2 separate regions of the Gossypium hirsutum genome follow, and region 2 is linked to region 1. A link is a contact called in public Hi-C data. All regions are on one chromosome and are shown on one strand. The core of a region is the stretch at or near the end of the contact, and the rest is flanking DNA. Distances in the headings are between cores, read along the strand shown. Region 1 holds the start of LOC107908478 (extensin). Region 2 holds the start of LOC107907649 (probable polygalacturonase At3g15720).

Evidence for each region. A called contact is a pair of places that touch in the nucleus more often than the background predicts.
Region 2: a Hi-C map of leaf shows a contact between it and region 1, with 4 times the contacts expected there. The contact joins the promoter of LOC107907649 here to the promoter of LOC107908478 in region 1. A contact is called at or near these places in 18 of 34 Hi-C or Micro-C datasets (anther, callus, cotyledon and 4 more).

What each region holds. Positions count from the first base shown.
Region 1 is chrD02:43,029,401-43,036,057 of Gossypium_hirsutum_v2.1, reverse strand. LOC107908478 (extensin) reads left to right here and starts at 3,506. Exons shown (of 3, transcript XM_016835658.2): 1 at 3,506-3,684; 2 at 4,232-5,128; 3 at 5,545-6,112. The coding sequence starts at 3,618. The coding sequence ends at 5,579. It overlaps LOC107908477 (glutathione reductase, chloroplastic), which reads right to left. Exons shown (of 17, transcript XM_016835656.2): 17 at 6,197-6,569. The coding sequence ends at 6,474.
Region 2 is chrD02:43,210,830-43,217,891 of Gossypium_hirsutum_v2.1, reverse strand. LOC107907649 (probable polygalacturonase At3g15720) reads left to right here and starts at 3,954. Exons shown (of 8, transcript XM_041088326.1): 1 at 3,954-4,145; 2 at 4,320-4,463; 3 at 4,538-4,702; 4 at 4,784-4,816; 5 at 4,904-5,111; 6 at 5,198-5,279; 7 at 5,364-5,472; 8 at 5,671-6,214. The coding sequence starts at 3,954. The coding sequence ends at 5,838.

The sequences.
Region 1 (6,657 bases), core at 2,257-4,756:
AAGTGAGAATTCTCATAAAAATTATCTAAAACACCAAAAACAAAAAGGAAGCAAACTCAAAAAAAAAAAGCAACAAGATAATTGAAAATGCCACAAGAAAGTAATGTACACAGTGTTTGAGTAAATACTCTCAAATATATTCTTTAACTATCAACAGAATGGATACAAATGAGGGGAAAGGCCTTTATTTACAGTTGAGCTCCCCCAGATCCAACGGTACAGATCGAATTACATCAATAGATGATATTAGTGCCTATCTACAATATGAGACTCCTAAAGGATTTAGACTCTATACATCTTTATCCCTTAGAATTTACATTAGTTACCCTGATAACTCTAGTTTTGCTGGAGTGTTTCACTAGGCTACCAAGGCTTCACGTAGATGGGATTCTCCATGGGTTCCACGAATCGAGTCAGTTCAAGTGGGTCAAATGAGCCCCATTTAATCAGTTGACCTCCATGGGACATTCAAGGCGCAATGGTCACAGGTTTTGATCCACGACCTGTGACACTAGAGCATGCATCACCAACATACCAACCTTTTGCTTAATACTTTGAGATACACTTGTTATCAATACATCAAAGTATACATAGTCATTGACTTACTCAAGATTAAGGTAAATTACATGATGCACATCACAAGAAAATTAATTTATAAACGGATTTAAGATTGATTTATCTAGAATCCAGTCCGATGTATTGTCAACCTGTACAATCACATTTCTCTCTATCTTAGGAGTCAATCCTACTCCGATAGCTAAGGTAAGTTATCTCCCTAATTAGACTTATATAGACAACATAATAGTCCTAACATGAGTCATTTTCTCATCATGAGCTCGTGGACTTTTTAGACTACCTTCTAACATAAGTTTTCTTCTATATTACAGAACAATCTTTATCATGCAACTCAATGTTAGTTAAACCTCAGATAATCAGTGAGTAAATATTTACTTAAACCATTTGTATTTCATGCAAAACCAATGAGAATATCCGTACAAAGTATAATGAATAAACATGTGAAAATTTTAATCAATCAATTCAAAATATTACAGTGATTTATAACAATAAAGTATATGGGTTAACAATAAAGTAATTCAATTGGTAATATTTAGCTACTCCTATGACTTGTTTTTAGCAAAGAGTAGGAAAATTTTTCGCTTATTTTGAAAATGTCTTATTTTTTATAAGAGTTATTACTTATATTTCTAATTTCAAGTTTAAAAATGTACTAATTATTCTTTATTTAATATCTAACTATTACAATACATATATAATAGATAAAAAAAATTTTCCTCATATTATTACACTAAAAATCATACAAGGCTTAAGTGGATATAACCCAACACTTGGAACCTTGAGGACAAGTAATGTGATGAATGAAGATAGTACATCACGAGAAGGCACTGAAGGACACCAAGAATATACCAAAGAGGCGACGAAAGAAAACCAAGTCAATGATCCTCAAGGATTATATGATGCAAGGGCAAGGAATTTATTTTGATGGGTAGCACTATCTAGTATAAAGAAGTGAAGATGACCTAAAGAATAGGGAGGCAAATATTCTAGAAGCAAAGTCTTCTTCCCTGATTTAGTACATTCTTTCTTAATCCACCATCCTTTATTTATTACTTCTTTGTGTGGTTTGATTCTGGAGCTAACTCATTGTTCCACATACTTTATTGCTTTCTCAAATGCTTTATAAACTTTTATTCTTCCAACTTAGGCACCCTTGCATTAATTCATGCCGTCGTTCTTTCTTATTATTATAATGATAATTTTATCTACCTCACCATATCATCTCCATGCTCCTCACGTTTATGCTGAATTTTCTTTTGGCTTTCAAGATTAGAGAATATATTTTTTGAAATTTTTTATTTGCTTCTTTCGTAGAAGCACTGAGATTATCATTTTATCTTTTCATGGAAGATGATGACATTAGAAAAGCATATCTTCTCTAATCTTTATGTCCAAACACAAATCATAACAAGTTTGAGGCATTGAAATTTTACATTGTTTTATGTTCAAAGTGATTAATTATAATTTCGTCATATTCGATATTTTATCTTAAAAGTTGAAATAAGAGTTTTAGTTTCCCTTAATGAAAAGAATATATTTCATTTTTATCACCTCTCAAATATCAATAAATTAATATTTAATCCTTTAGCCTATCAGAAAATTTTTATTTTTTACCCTTTTTTATAATTAATTTTTTAATTTAAAGTTTTTTTTAAGTAATTTTATCAAAAAATATTGAGTGAAATAATAAAATACATTACTCTCAAGCAAAAAATTCAAGTTTGAACTTTGAATATGACATCATTGAGAGGAACAATCACGAACTTTTAATCTTTATAAACTGAAAAATATATATAAATGATACATTAATTAAACCAAAATTTAAAAATTTTATCTTAAGCCCCTTTGCGTAAAGTTACTAGCTTGGTCCCTACTTACCCCAAAGTGATGGCCCATATAGAAGGGCAAATAATCATGTTGATGCTTCAGTATGACACGTTACATCGATGCTAAAATATGCAGCAAAAGGGCACATTTTTACGATCTCACCAGTCGTAAAACTTTCTAAGAGGAAAAAAAACAGTTGTAAAACTGCCTTTTTCATTCTAATATTCCAATTAGTTAAGACTTTTATAGAGAGGGTCCAACAGGATATGTTCAACATACCCAAAAAAAAAAGGCTTTGCACAAAGCTTAATCCTCCCAATGGCAAAATCTCAGCTTCATCTTTGATTAATATCACTCTCTAGTTATATCATTTGGACTCTTAATTTTTAAAAGCACTTATTCTTTTTTATATTTTTTTCGGATTTACATTCAAATATAAATATATATATACAATTAAATTATCATTTATTCATTTTTCATATTTCAAACTCATCATAATCCAATTCTCAGGATGATTCAAATCATAAAAATTGTGAGAAAGTGAGAACTTTGAGTAGAAAGCAAGCAAGACAAAAGCGCAACCAAAAACCTTCACTTTGATTTTTCCCAATATGAAAGCAAGCATATATGCCAATTTTGCATCAACAACATGAAATGTTTAAGTTAAATCAAAGTGAACAACTTCCTTTACACCTTTTAATCCCTTTACATTATTCTTCATATTTACATTTCTAAGCAAAAGTGAGTACTCATTTACATAATCAACTCGAGCCAAGCTCGAGTTTAATTCTAAATTCGAGATCCCTCAAGTTTTAACTTTAAAAACTCAAACTTGATTCAAGATAAAAACCAAACTACTCGAATTCACTCGATTAGTAAAAAATAAGATTTAATTCTCATGCTCAGGTCTAAATTCGATTATTTATGCTTCAAGCTTAAATTCAAAATTAAAATTTTTCAATAATGTGCTCGCTAGTCATTGGAGTCAAATTTTAAAATATTAAACAAATTAAATTTAAATGTTAATTTTTTTCAAATCGAAACAAATATGTCATTTACATCCGAGTTACAATAAAAGTAGATACTCAAGAATCAAATCTTTGATGGCCAACATACACAGTTGTCTCCTTTGGTTGCCTTTATATATGTCTCAATTATCAGTCTTCTGCTCTTTGAATAGTCTTTGAGTGATTTGGCATTGCTGAAATTGAATCATGGAAAACAGGCTTTGCATGTTCCTTCTCTTTTCAACAATGGCGGCCACTCTTTCCATGCATTGCGGTAAGCTGATTTCTGCTACATTATTGTTTTATTTAAGTTCCTCATTTTTACCATGTCAGTAGGGCAAATCCAAAGAGGGGTCAAAATAAAATTATAATTTTTTTAGAATTAAATGTAATTATATCGTTGGATTAACCTACAATGTTATTATTTTTAAAAAGATTTATAATATTAATATTTTACCCTTATGACAAGGCCCTGCCCCTAGAACTAGAAGTGTGGTAAAGGATTCCATTGTTTTAGTTTTTGACAGTCCAAATGTTGCATGGAGTATATTTAGTTTGCTTCGCCTCTAATGAATATACAAACTCGCATCATGTAATTTATGTCTTCCTCAGTAAACGAATATTTCTATTTTGTTGTATAAGTGTGAGTCATTAAGTAGTCATGCCATGTTTATGTTCTAGTTTTGGTATTATAAGCTTAGTTGTTTTAAACCCTAACATTTGCAATCTTTTCATTTATTCAGGGTGATATATATTATTGGGGAAGGGCAAAAATGTTTTGGGATGATTAAATGTAAATCTAACAGTTGTTTATTGGGCAGATGCAAGAAAATCAATGGAACATATCAAAGATCCAAAACATCAAAGAAATTCAATCATAAAGCACACAAAGAACTTAGAGCTAATGAGTAAACTTATGAGTTTAGTGATTGAACAACCCACTGATACATCAAATACTCAACCTTACGGAGTAAGCTCACCATTTTCTTTGCCACCATTTGATTCTTTGCCCCCTGAAAATTCACATCCTTACTGTGTTAACCCTCCAAATACCCCTGAACCTCCAATTGGAACCTCACCTTCCCCACCCTCTCCCTTTTACAACTTTCCTCCTCTTGGCCCACCACCAAGCCCACCCGGAATAGTTCCGAACCCGCCGATTATATTTCCAGGCCCACCCGGAATAGTCCCGAACCCACCTAGTAATTTTCCAGGCCCACCTGGAATAGTCCCGAACCCACCTAGTATTTTTCCAAGCCCTCCACAAGCAATACCAACACCAACAGGTTACATACCAAGCCCATCGGGGCCGGTATTGAGCCCACCCTATTACGAGCTGAGCCCACCAACCGTTGTTGTGAGCCCGCCATATAATGTTCCATCACCATTTGGGTTTAATCCAAGCCCACCAGAGTTTCTACCGCCAATTGTGTACCCACCCCCAACGGTTCTACCACATCCCAATAGGGCTCCAACCACACAATTATGGTGTGTGGCTAAGCCATCAGTGCCTGGCCCAATCATGCAAGAGGCAATGAACTATGCATGTGCATCCGGGGCGGATTGTGATTCAATTCAACCTAGTGGTCCATGTTTTCAGCCTGACACCATCTTTGCACATGCTTCCTACGCTTTTAATAGCTATTGGCAGAAAACCAAGATTGCTGGTGGCACGTGTGAGTTTGGTGGCACAGCCATGCTTGTCACAGTTGATCCAAGTGAGTTTCTCCATTAGATCTATCTATGGAAACTGACCGGTTTGGTTTAGGCCGCCTTTAAATAGGGTTTATTAAGCTCCGGACTTGGCCTAGTCATAAGATATAATTACAGTTTATCTAAGTGAAACTTTCAATTAGATTTTCCCATAAAAACTATCTGACTCGATTCAGAGTATCCTTTGAGTAAGATTTTCAGGAGAAGGCAGGGTCTTAGCCAACCTTGGTTTGGCAAAATTTATTCTTTTGGTCCCCAAAACTGAAAAGTTTTGGCTCCAAAAATTTACAATTCAATCTGACACTACTAAAAACTCAAATCTTATGCTCTTACAGAATTTTGTCAAGCCAAGACCCGGTGAAAAGTTTCTATTGTTATAAAATGGGCTATTAATTTGTGTTAAACTTTCGTGTGAAAACAGGTTACGACGGTTGCCATTTCGAGTACCAATATTGATTGGTGAAGATAGAAGAATGATCTCCTTTCTTTTCTCCAATAAACAATGTAAATTTACCATGACTAAAACTCCCCAACATAAATTTTGTAATTATAAAAGTTACATAGTTAAGATTCTATGAGGCCGTTGATTTAGGGTTCTTTCTATTTTCCTTCCTAAGGCTTATAACTGAAAATTGTACTGTGTAAACTGGATCTCACTTCTCCCTTCATGAGAACTGTAAATTGTATTGCTAACTCCTGAAATTTGCATGAGATCAATAAAATGGGAGAGCATGAAAATGTTTTCATTTACTTCATTAAAACCATGCTGTTAAATGAATCAAACGATGTTATTTCATTAAAAATAAAAAATTCAATAACTTGACATTATCTAAATCACAGTATATCAAATACAAACCATTATATATTGTTTGTATTGTAATCCTGGCATTTGGATTTTGGCCCCTAGTATAGCAGCAAAAAGCCACTCGAGTTAAAATATACGTAATCTTCATTTCTTTTCCTTGAAATGCCTATCCGACGCATATTCAGTACAAAACTACAAAAACATATGATCATTCAAACACAAACAAATTCTAAAATATTGAACAGACAATGTAACTAAACCGTTAACATAGTCCAATAATAACTTTTCATTACTACAGAACTCAATGATGCTAATCCAAATTTTTCAGTACGCTGATAAGGTACAAAGGTAAAAATACATTGGTGGTGGCCACTATTTTTAACAAATACAACATAAAATAAGATAGATGAGCCTTTTATTGTGAATAAAGATCAAACCAAATATAACCCTTACCAATTAACTATTACCTTTTCTCTGAAATATCTATGATCATAAGAAATGTTGCTTCTATATCACCAGGACTGCAAGTTTCCTTGATATGTTGTCTACAGATTTGTCTTTGGTTTCCCGCTACAGGTAATACGCCGTGAAACAGATCGCATGGTCACAAACTCCTCGGCAGCGGAAGGATGTATGCCGACCTGAGGAAAAGAGTTCAAAAACTTGCTCAATAAATGAAAATTCCCATTAATAAACTCACTCTTGACTAGGATCAATGCATTAAAATAA
Region 2 (7,062 bases), core at 2,705-5,204, 180 kb before region 1:
ATGCTCGGGTGAAGGGACATGTTCAAAAGTGCCTTCATCATCGTCATCATCAGCAACTAGACTACCTCCCTTAATCCACTCACCGGAGTTGGCATCATAGTGATAGTCGGAATGGTAAAGTGCACCGTAACTTATGGGTTGATTGGACGTGATGGGGGAGTCTCCAAGAGTGCTAATTCCTAACCGTCTAAAGATATATGACAAATACATGTCATGAGAAAGGGTGATATTTGTATTCACCCCCCTCCCGATAGCCTTAGTAATGTCATTAAACATGATGAAAGCAAGGTCAGGACGCCTATTATTTTGGACAGAATCGAGCCACCAATAATCAGTGTTTCGAAGCTTGGCATGTTTCATAATAGGATGTAAATTCCAAGTTAGGATAAGGTGGAAGACTCGGTCGTGTAGAGAAAGTTTAGAAACTAATCTGAATAGAATAAAGCTAACTTTTTGAGCAATGATGATATTGTCAGAGATATTCGTCCCCGCAATAAAGTTAGCTTGGTTCTGCTTGACCAGTTTGATCATCAGGCGTATAAATCAATTAACAATGATTTTAGTGATAATCTTGTATATAACGGTGCACAAATTGATAGGTCTAAACTGAGAGATTGTTTGTGGACCATTGATTTTAGGGATTAGCACAATTGAAGTTCTATTTAGTTCAGGGTCCAGGGTAGTCCCCTTAAAGTCTGCCGAACAAGGCTGCAAACCAAGTCACCAATCACCGCCCACTGCAATTGATAAAACTTAGCATGAAAGCTATCAATCACAAAAGCTTCGAGTTGTGACATGCTAAAAACGGCTCAACAAATCTCATCACTGGAGGCCACCATTAAATGAAGATCTTTTTCATAGTCTGAGATAGACGAAAACTGGTTAATACAAGATTGTTTCCCATCCACCTGGTAGTCGGCTGAGTACAAGTTCTTGAAGAAGCTCACTCATAATTTTTTAAGTGACCATCATCAAAACACCAGCCCTCTACCCCCAAATTAAGTCCCTCAATTCTATTAGTTTTCCTTCTCATCAAAGTACGACTACGGAAGCGCTTTGTATTCTTGTCACCATTTAGCGACCACATCGATCAAGATTTTTGAAACCACACTAGCTCTTCATGCATTAAGACCCCTTCAATATATTATAAGAGTGTAATTCTTTTACCCGTGGTTTCTAACTTTATGCATAGTAATGGACACTTATAATATGACAATAAATATTCACCTAATAAAAAATATCCAATATATAATATATATTCATTAATAAAATTTAGATATTTATAAAAAAAGTATAAAAACATAATATTGTATGAAAAATTATAAAGTTTAGTTTACTTTCCATAAATCATTAATTTAAATTTATAAAAATTACAAAATAATTTAATATATTTTAATTGATACATATAATCAATTTGTGTACTGCACAAATAAGAAATTTATTTAACTATAAAATGTAATAGTATAATTTAATATTTTTTAATTGATACATACAATCAACCTTTTTAAAACACATTTTAAAATGAAAGTATTGTTTTTCAAACCAATTACATAAATGAATAACATATTTATAAATTTATAAATTTATAAATTTATAAGTTCAATAATTACACAAAGTCTTAAATTGTATTCTAAGTAAGTAATGTGAAGTAAAAGACATTTTATAAATTAGGAAACATTATATCTCTCTCTATAACCTTAAAAACCATAAAGAACTTTAATAAAATATACATTATTAAAATAATATTAAAATATTAGTAATAGATCAATATTTGACAAAAAAATTCTAAAATTCTAAAATTAAAAATTTAAATTATTTTGTTTTTATTTTTCAATCATATTATTTTTGAAATGTTGTAAATTTTGTAACACTTTTTAAGAAATAAGTATATTATATTTTAATTGATATATACGTGTAAGAAGCTACTAACTCAATATAAAAATCACACTAAAACTATACATTAGCTCAGTTATTTTTAACGTATATTAATAAATATCACTAAAATAATTTTTTATTTTTTATTTATCTTTATTTTAAAATACAATTATTTTTAATAATATTATTATTTTAAAAGATATTATCTTTTTCACCTGTGTTGAATTCTAAATTCTATTTATTTAAGTATCTATTAATATTATTAGATTAAATTAAAAGTTAAAGGTTAAAAGGTAAAAAAAATCTTTATTAAAAAATCAAAAAATTAATTGAGTGCTTATGAAAAAAGTTAAAGGCACCCAATTGAGCCTTTATTGACTCAAAAAAATAAATTGGCCTTTTCCATTAACAGAAAATGTCAGTTGACCGATTTAATTATTAACTATGACGTGATTGATGAAAGCCACCAAAAATTACCATGTGACCGTATTCTGGCATGTCATTTCAATAAAATAATTAATTTTTTAAAATATTTTTTAAAAATTAATTAAATGTGCATATAAAATGAATCAAACCGTTATTTTAAAAATTATAAAATATTAATAATTATAAAAAAATATAAAAATAATGTTAATTAAATTTTAAATGTTAAAAAATATAACAATAAAAGTAATTAATATGCAAATTCAAATATAAGACATACTGAGCCAAATTACATTAACATGCAACTACAGTACGAGAATTTTCTAATGTTTTAATCCTTAAAGGGATTAGTATATTTACTTTTATTTGAAAAGAAAGGATTTGCATAAATTGATTTTTTTAATTTGTTATTAGGGTGTTTTTCAACCTTTAGATTTATTTTACTTTCAATAAAAGAGTAGGGGTTAAATTGAATAAATGTGTAAGGTTAAGGGTTAAATTTATTATTACATCTCATATATAAATACCAATTTTTGATAGAGGAGCTATTTTGCTCACTCATCTAGCATATAAGGGTTAATTTGTCTATTTTTTCAATAGAGGGGCTAAGATGCAATCCAAGGTATAGTATAAGGGACTTTGTATTACTTTTATTTGTAATTTGATACATAATCTTTAATTTGGTCCAATTATACACATGAAACTTTGATTGTAGTTCAGATTTATGCATAAAACTTTGATTGTGATTCAGTTGTATACATTTAAATTTTAAATAAACAAATACATTAATTTATTTTTATATTAGATAAATACAATTTTTTGTGTGTGCAACATATAAATTTAAAATGATGCTATGCCAATAATTGCGTTAGTAATTTGTGAAAATTGAATCAAATCAAAATTAATGTATAACATTATACATTAAAATTAAATTCATGTGTAGTTATGAGATTTATCCATTACGAAATTTGTGTTAAGTAAAATAAAAATTTCGGTAACAAATAAAAGAGAATGAATTACTTTGTTTTAATTAAACTTAAAAAGTGATTTATAAATAAAAGGATTATTATATTGCACTTTTAATTTTATGTTAAATAATAGTTGTTTTATTTGACTCTCTCTAATGTTGAAGGTTTGCACATGATCGAAGATCCCTATAAAGATTCAAGATGTCATAATAGAGGATAATGCTAGAGGCAATTTACAAAAGAATATGATTATGTAATCTTTTGCTCATTTAAAAAAAAAAAAGTTTTATGAATAAATATTTATGAATCATGAAATATAGGGCCATACAATTACAAAACTGCTAAAATAGTAATAGGATCTAAAATAAAACAATTTCAGATGTAATAATAAATCAAATACTGCAATTCATTGAATTAAGTTATTAAAATCTTCAGCCATGATTCGATATTCTTTCCCTTTTTGATTAGTTTTATACATATATATTTATGGTGAAAAATGATAATTTACCTTAAGTTATAGAAGGGGGAAAACAAATTCAACTTGCTCAAGGAAACAAAAAATCATATTACCGATTTTAGGGTTAATTAATAAAATTAAAGAGATTATTTACCTGATACTAAGGATTAATTATTATGACATTTATATAAATCCCCCCCTAATTCAACTCATTTCCATCATTCACAATTATGCAGCTTGCTTTTGGTTTTGCACTGTCTCTTTTGTTTGGTTTTGCTTTCGGAAATGGATTCTTCAGTGAAGAAACTATTTCTGCTTTTAATTTTGGTCTCGAAAATGAAATTTTCAATGAGCAAGTAATTTCTTCCTTTAGTGTTATGGATTATGGAGCTACTGGAAATGGCCAGATAGATGACTCTCAAGTATAATTACTTCTCTTATTTTTCCTAATAACTAGTTATCTATGTTCTTCCATAAACTATATACATTATTTTTAAATATGATGTATCACATCCCAATCCCAATTATAATTTTCTAAATATAAAAATCCAACATTCTCTTCTAACACATTCTTTTTGTATGTTTTTGAAATAAAGGCATTCAATAAAGCTTGGAAGGATATTTGTAATGCAAATGCGGGCGGAGAAACTGTAACACTTGAAATCCCGCGAGGGAAAACATTCCTTCTAAACCCACTTGTTTTTCAGGGTCCATGCAAGGCCAAAGCCATTCGTATTCAGGTTAATTTTTATATTTACTATTTCTTATGCATTGATCTACATTTTCTTTACATAATGATTGCTCATTTTAACAGCTTGGTGGAACCCTAATTGCACCCCTAAGCACATCATGGGCAAATGAAGGAGTGGATACTTGGATTCAATTTTCAAATGTTGACAACCTTTATCTTGATGGAGATGGCAAAATTGATGGCAGGGGTTCTATTTGGTGGCAATCTTGCATGAAAAAATCAGTTTATGTAAGCATCTTTTATCAATATTTTTTCAAAAATTTAGATTAGTTCAATTTTTGCTTTGCTTTTTTTATTTTTCGTTTACAGGGTATTTTTTTTTATTGCAAGCGTCGACCTGGTGTAAGTTCTCCTATTCTTTTTGAAAATTACAGTTTAATTGCTACAAGTATGATTCCTTTAATTTTTGGTTTGTTGTTGTTGTTGTAGGCTTTACATTTTAACAATTGCAATGGGCTTCAATTAAAGGGACTCACTCATTTGAACAGTCCAAGGGCTCATATATCAATAAAAAACTGTAAAGATGTTATTGTCTCTGATCTTAAGATTAGTGCACCAGATGAAAGCCCAAACACAGATGGAATTGATATTTCCGATTCTACCAACGTTCAAATTCTACAATCCATCATTGCAACTGGTAATAACCATTTTGAGAAAATAAAGAATTAATTCAAATGATATTGTTTAGTTTGTGGTCTCTTCTTTACATTTTTGTTCCAACAGGTGATGATTGTGTTGCTATCAACGCTGGTTCATCTTTTATCAATATCACCGGTGTTGTTTGTGGTCCAGGCCATGGTATCAGGTTGATTGAGTTTTACTATCTTCACTTGTTCTTATCAATCCATTTAACATAATATTACATACATGATTCTTGTTCTATATTTAGTATTGGGAGCCTTGGAGATGGTGGAGCTTATGACACTGTTGAGCAAGTACACGTGAAAAATTGTACTTTAAGGGACACTCAAAATGGTGTGAGGATCAAAACATTTCAGGTAATTTAATTGTTGATAATCGACTATTTTAAAAAAAAAAATTAAACTTTTCTAAAATTTTGAATTAGCCCAGGCCCTTAGACTCTTATAACCATCCCCTGATCATTATATAAACCAACATCCATAATTTTATATAATCAATATAATTTTGAGTTTTTTAATGTTGTTTTGACATTTTTATGAATATAACTTTTGTAGGGTTGCTCTGGTTATGCCAGAAAGATCTCGTTTGAGAAAATTGTACTTAGCAATGCTAGAAACCCAATTATCATAAACCAATTCTATCAGGATAACGGCAAATTTTCGAAAGGAATAATGGTACGTTATTCATTCCTTCTATATATGACACTGTGGAATATATATTGATTTTTTTTTGACATATGATATTGCAGAAAGCAGGGGCCATTGAAATTAGTGATGTTACATACTCTGATATTCGAGGAACATCGGCCAACGACCAAGCAATCGACCTGAGATGCGACAATGTGGTAGGTTGCAGGAACATAGTAATGCGTAATATCGACATAACACCAGGCGTTGATTGTCCTAAAACCTATACCGTCTGCAATAATGCTCATGGAACTGCCACTGAAACACAGCCTAGAGTTCCTTGCTTGTCTTGAATTCCATCTTTGATGAACTGCCACTGCAACAACTGTCCTTTAAAGTCTGTTTTTTTTTTCCTTTTCAATTAGGTATAGTTTTATATTAGTTATATGTTATTATTTTGTAGAACTATGGTGCCATTCAATAATAACATGTGATTAAGAATTTTACATGCTCCGTTTTTATTTATAATTTGTCTAAAAAATAAGAAATACTTTGTCTATTATTATTTTTACTCTTCTATGCTGATAATTATATTGAAAACTTTTAAGATAAGAATCAAAATGTTCTTAACTTTTAAATTAAAATGAATAAATCTAGACTTAATATTTAATATACCTTACTAAAGTAAAGAGCATAATACCCAATATTCCATTTTTATTTTCTTTTCACATTGTAATATAAGTTTTAGGGTGAAAAAAAATTGAAAAATCACTTATTTTATATTCATTATTTTTTTGAAGAAAAAAATTGGAAGAAGATTTACAATGGGATGTAAAAGTTAAAATTAAGTAATTTGGCTATTTGATATTTGTTTTTCTTTTTTTCTTTTTAAAATAATTAAGAGAGTTTCACTCTAAAAAATTGGAATATTTGAAAAATAAAGAACACACAGATTTTTTTACGTGGAAACCCTTTCAGGAAAAAAACCACAGGCAAAGGAGAAGATAATTCATTATGTCGAATTCGAATGATTACAAGAGGAGTAGACTATGTCTATTTATAGGCTTGTAAAACCATATCTTAATAGAAGGAGTGTAGTAAGGTTGAAACACCTTATTCTAATCAATATCAAATAGATCAAGTGTAATAAGGTTAAAAAACTTTATTCTAAAATAAAATAAAAGAAGTGTAGTTCTATATGGATTTTATTTTTATTTTATTTTACCACTATAGTTTATTTTAACAAGGATTTGGGTCACTCAATTCTAACAATCTCCACCTTGACACGAATCCTCAATGAATAAGTTTTTCACCACGAAC